Linked DNA regions of Podarcis muralis: region 2 is linked to region 1. The links are chromatin contacts, called in public Hi-C maps. All regions are on one chromosome and are shown on one strand. The core of a region is the stretch at or near the end of the contact, and the rest is flanking DNA. Distances in the headings are between cores, read along the strand shown. Region 1 holds the start of LOC114586625. Region 2 holds the start of ZCCHC8 (zinc finger CCHC-type containing 8).

Region 1 (2,854 bases), core at 303-2,802:
CGTCTGGCTCGTGGGAGGCTTGTGATGTAGCTGGATCTTCTTCGAGTCTGTTAATCTGGAGAGGCAGGCATAATGACGCTGTATTTACAAGGCAGCTTAAGTAGGAATGGACTAGGTGTGGTCAGGGACAGGACCGCAGGATATACAGAACTCCTTTGTTCATCTTCATTGTCACACAAAAATATCCCTACTGGGTTTTTTAAGTGAAAGTTAAATGCACGCAGCCTGGGTGTCTTAAAAATTGCATTGTACTGAATTTCATAAACTCTCATTCCCGCCCCCCACCACTTACAATTGTGCTTTTGTTTCTGGTTCTCACCGTCCACAATTTTCAGTAACAGTTGTGTGTATGATTTCAGTTATATATAGCAGGTGCTTAAGACAGGCACAGAAACCAGGGTGGCAAGGGCTGGGAAGTTGTGGCCCTCCACATGTTGTTGGGCTCAGTGCCCCCTAAGTCTTAGGCAGCATGGCCAGAAGTCAAGGATTATGGGAGTCATAGTTCAACAGCAACTGAAGGGTCACAGGTTCACCAACCCTGTAGAAGGGAAACAAGTATGCATAATCCAAACTAAAAAGTCCTCTAATATGTATTGACAACTGTTGGCCGTGGGCTCAGGTGTAAGGAGAAGGAAAGATAACTATCAGGGTGACTCATACCTCCACCTCAGCTCCAATGTTTCAGGAAGCTTATGATTTCCTGTACATTTCCTGTTACAATATTTTTAATGGTCCTGTGCATAGAAGCCAACTCCTAGGGGCCTAGGGGGCCTTGCCCTCCCCAATAAAATATTTGAGGGTGCCATGCCCCCCCCCAGTTGTTGGGCATTGCCATTCAAATAGTGTGTGTACACCACATTGTGTGATCAATTATGCAGGGTGGGGCTTACCTGGGCCACCACAATATTTTATTCAAGTTGGCACCCCTGGTCCTCTGGTCCTTAACACCAAAGGCAAAAATCCCCTTGTTTAAGAAAAACGAGTGGGTGACCCGTGATGGTAAAGTTGCTGTAATTTGGCCCACTCAGCTGCCTGGTTCTTTCCACTTGGGATGATGGTGTGATTGTGACGTTGCTACCATTTTGATTTTCTCAAGATGACTGGACCACCCAGCACCCTATTGCATCAGAGCAAAGGCATCTCCATATGTTTTGGATGACAATTCCCATCACAAATATCTCATTTCTTGGTTGAGTCCAGAGAGACTGGCACAGGGCCCATGGCTGATTCTTTTATTAAGAGTCCTAATATAGCTCAATTTGCATTACTGAATCGGGAATAAAAGGCATCTTATCTCATGACAGCAGTGAGACAGGGCACACAGACCTCCCATTTCAGAACAGCCATGCCTCCCACCATAAAACTATATTATAAATTATGTGGTTTTAAACCAACAGCTTTATGTCTCCTGCCATAAACCAATAACACATTAAGTTTTTTTTAAATACACGTGCCTTGGATCGACTACACATAAATTGCAAACAATAAAACCATCAGTTATAGTAAAGGCATAGTAAAGTAAAGGGACCCCTGACCATTAGGTCCAGTCGTGGCCGACTCTGGGGTTGCGGTGCTCATCTCGCTTTATTGGCCGAGGGAGCCGCCATACAGCTTCCGGGTCATGTGGCCAGCAGGACTAAGCCGCTTCTGGCGAACCAGAGCAGCGCACGGAAACGCCGTTTACCTTCCCGCCAGAGCGGTACCTATTTATCTACTTGCACTTTGACGTGCTTTCGAACTGCTAGGTTGGCAGGAGCAGGGACCAAGGAATGGGAGCTCACCCCGTTGCAGGGATTCGAACCGCTGACCTTCTGATCAGCAAGCCCAAGAGGCTCTGTGGTTTAACCCACAGCGCCACCCGCATCCCATAGTAAAGGCATACATGTAGTAAATTGTTACTTGAAATCAATTAATTTGAACAACTTACTTTCTCGGGGTTTACCCCTGAAAATTGACATCTTTTCGAAACATATTGGGAAAGAGAATGCAATACTGTACTTGCTTAAGTTCTGTTTAGTAAAGGAATGTATTTATCTGCTTGTTAGCCTGAGGTTGGTTTCTCAACCTACAATTTTTGTGTGCTAAAAACAGGAGGCTAATTCTCCCCTTAATGCAGCATCTGTTGTAGATGGAAGTTAAGTGATTGAGCGGGTGGTTGCTGAACAACTCCCAGCACACCTGGAGGATGTGGACCATTTGGATCCCTTCCAATCGGGATTCAGGCTTCATCATGGGACTAAAACTGTCTTGGTTGTGCTGGTCGATGATCTCTGGCGGGCTAGGGACAAAGGTGAGTGTTGTTCCCTAGTCCTGCTGGATCTCTCAGCGGCTTTTGATACCATTGACGATAACATCCTTCTGGAATGTCTAGAGGGGCTGGGAGCTGGGGGCACTGTTATACACTCCTTCTGGCTGTGTCCAGAAAGTGGTGGTGGGGGGTGAGTGTTCAGACCCCTGGGCTCTCACTTGTGGGGTGCCTCAGAGCTCCATCCTCTTGCCCCAAGTTTTTTAACATTTATATGAAGCCACCTAGAGAGATCATCAGGGGGTTTGGGCTGGGTGTTCATCAGTATGCAGATGATACCCAGCTCTCTCTTTTAAATCAGAACCAGTGATGGCGGTGAATGTCCTGTGAGTGTCTGGATGGATGGCGGCTAACAGATTGAAGTTGAATCCTGACAAGACAGAAGTACTGTTTTTGGGGGACAGGGGGCGGGCGGGTGTGGAGGATTCCCTGGTCCTGAATGGGGTAACTGTGCCCCTGAAGGACCAGGTGCGCAGCCTGGGAGTCATTTTGGACTCACAGCTGTCCATGGAGGCGCAGGTCAATTCTGTGTCCAGGGCAGCTGTCTAC
Region 2 (3,083 bases), core at 187-2,686, 160 kb after region 1:
AGTAGTATAAAATTAAATTTTAAAAATCACAGCAAAGTTCCAAGATACAACTTCTCAAGTGGATAGCAGTATGTTGCAGCAAACACAACACAGACAGGATCAGCAGAGTGGAATTCTGGTCAACTCGAGGGGGCAGCAAATTGAATAAATTCAATTTATTATTGCATTTTTACTGCCATAAAGGAAAAGAAATGCTTGTCCAAAGTGTCGACATAACTTTGCCAGTCTTGTGTCTTATACACTCCAACAGGAGCAGGACAGGGTGAGAGTTTCATTGTTCCTGCTCTCCCTGAAGCACAGTGATGTGGGGTGGAAACTTTTTTCGGTGCCAGAAATAATTTCTCCAGTAACAGTGAATGGATGCAAACTACAAATACATTATTAGGTAAGGCTGGCAGCTTCAACCTTCTTAGCATTGCTTATAGAATATATTCAGTTGGTTAGCTTTACTGCACACAGCCAAAGCAGCTTATGAAATAAAAGTAAAACAAATGTACTAAATTAGATCACTCTTTAGGGCAGCCTTTGTCTGCCTGGTGCCCAGATGTTGTTGGGCTACAACTCCCAACACAGGGCAGCCAAACATTTGCTAATGCAAAGTACCTTAGCATTTACTTAAGTATCCTTTTGCAAAAAATCCTCACCCCCGCTCAGGCAGCAAAACGTCTTGGGCCGGGCCAACCCTGAAAACACGAGACTTGCGGAAGAAGCTCTCGTGCTCCAGGGGCCGGACTGTGTCTCTGCTGCAAGAGGCTAGTCCCTGGCACTTTCTGCAACGACAGCCGAAGCCACGGAACTGAAACCACCGCAAGTTCTAGATTACAAATGGGGCAGGGAGGGGGTTACAAGGGCTGGGACCCCTTTGCGAAGATAGATAACAAGATGTCAAGAGCACACACCCCCCCAGCCCCTTTGAAGGAGGCTCCGCTCAGGGGAGGGGCGCCCCCGGGCCGGCCTGCTCCCCCCGCCAGGATATTCTCGGCCTGCAGCTCCCTGACGGTCTCCTGGCACTCCCTCAGCCGCTGGCGGAGCTCCTCCGTCTCCGCCCCGGCCTCCTCGAAGCGGGCGTGGAGCGGCTGCGCGGCCGGGATGGGCGCCGCCTCGCCGGCGTCCAGCTGCTGGAAGAGCTCCTGGTCCCCGAAGTCCACCTCGGCCGCCATCTTAGGTCGGGGAGGGAAGGCGCCGGCCGCGCGTGGCCCGCCGGCCGCACGGCCAGGCGCTGCGGAAAGAGTTGCCGCCGGGCGGAGAGGAAAGGCGGCGAGAGGCCCCGGCCTCACCTCGGAAAGGGCCGCAGTTGCACGCAAGGCCTTCAGTCGCCAGAGCTCTTCGGGCAGGCGACTACAACTCCCACAATGCAGCGAGGCCGGACGGTACCCGCAGCCCCCAGGCCCGAACTTCACACTGGGAGAGCGGCTGGGGGCAGCGATGCATGCTGGGATAGGCCAAGCACTTCCGCCCGATTCTCAAGCTTCCGGCAGCGCAGGCTGGCGGAGATTGACTCGCAATGGGGGGAGGGGGGGGCGAGCTGCAGCTCTTTTTGCTCAGCCTCTTCCTGTGTGCTTTTTCTTGCAGAGGTTTCTTGGTAGCTCGGCTAATATACTTGCGTAGCTTGGGTAGGAATTACTAACTTGTACAGCTAGGAGGAAAACGAGTCCCCCTTTTATCCATGCTCTCCAACATACTAGCAGATGTCTTCACTAACAGAGTAGCTACAATCTCATTTTTCCAGTTCCACAAACCTGAAGTGCATCACCACTTTCAGGAGTGGCAAAAAGCACAAAGAACCTGGTTACATCACAAGCAGGAACCAAGCAACTGACCCTCCTTTTCTCCCACTATTGTCAGGTCTCTCTCCTCATTAAAACATAGGGCAGCAACAGACCATCCAGGTTCAATCACCAGGCATGTTCTGATAGAGGTAGAAGAGATACCCTGGCTGAAACCCTGGCAAGCCACTGCCACTTAAAGCGTGTTTAGCTTATTTTTTAGTTGCTGTTTGGTTAATAGTTTTACAGGTGATTTGTTCATGATATGACTTATGCTGTACTTGTGTTCTATTATGTTACTATTATGTTACAATTATGTTTGTAAGCCACTTTCCATTCAAATTAATCAATACATCTATATTTCTGGGTACAGAAAAGCATACAGTAGTTCATTGACGCAATCCATCACCAAGCACTCCCTACCTCTTTCAGTTATTTCTCTTTGAATAAATTCCACAGAAGTCTGTGGGCTTCAATTTCAATTTTAATCAAACTTACTTTTGTAACTCTATAGCATATGAAGCCCCTGGAACTATCGCAAGAGTACCACTTGAGAAAAAGAGCATGAGAAGTCAATCTGGGGCAGACAGTATCAAAATTCTGCTACTGTTCCAGACCACCCATGCAAACTAGAATGCTAGCTTTGGGGAACAAGGGCTCAATAACTGAACAAGAATTATTGACAAGTGATTCTGCAAAGAGATTACCTATTGATTTTACAACACTTCTTGTGGTAGTTTCAGTTCTCTTCTTCAACAGCTATCCTAATCTTATTTAATAATAAACATTTTATTCACTAAAACTGAGGAGACATGCCACATTACATGGGCATTAGAATCTTAACATGCAACAAAAGTTAAAGTTCAAAAGTTGCAGTGCAACATACTCTGTTGCTATGCAACTTTTTTTATTACATTGCACAGCCTAACTAGAAGATATAAAGCCCCCACACAGCATATTATGAAAAACATGTTTTTCATACACGTCACATTGCAAATGTTGAGCTGGTGGTGATAGTTTTACGTTGCCAAAAGCTTTTATCAAAACCTACTGCTAGAATAAGCAGGCACGGGACATGGTAACATTCATCTTGTTAGATATGGTATGGTTTACTTCCACTTGTTTGGGCAGGTTGGAATAAGACTAGAGTGAGTCCAGTGAGAACTCTGCCTAGAGGAGAGTATCTCCTGAGCAAGGGCTTGCAGTAGCATAATGCAGGAACTCATGAAAACTCAATTTTGCTCTGCTCTAGTTATGTTGAAGTAAGCTTCTTTCTAGAGATAAAGTTATAATGAATTGTACAAAATTAAGCTCTGA

The links. A called contact is a pair of places that touch in the nucleus more often than the background predicts.
Region 2: a Hi-C map of tail shows a contact between it and region 1, with 2.6 times the contacts expected there. The contact joins the promoter of ZCCHC8 here to the promoter of LOC114586625 in region 1. A contact is called at or near these places in 2 of 3 Hi-C or Micro-C datasets (blood and tail).

What each region holds. Positions count from the first base shown.
Region 1 is chr16:40,274,805-40,277,658 of rPodMur119.hap1.1, forward strand. It overlaps LOC114586625, which reads right to left and starts at 1,553. Exons shown (of 2, transcript XM_077919994.1): 1 at 1-1,553.
Region 2 is chr16:40,437,659-40,440,741 of rPodMur119.hap1.1, forward strand. It overlaps ZCCHC8 (zinc finger CCHC-type containing 8), which reads right to left and starts at 1,437. Exons shown (of 14, transcript XM_028710498.2): 1 at 975-1,437. The coding sequence starts at 1,160.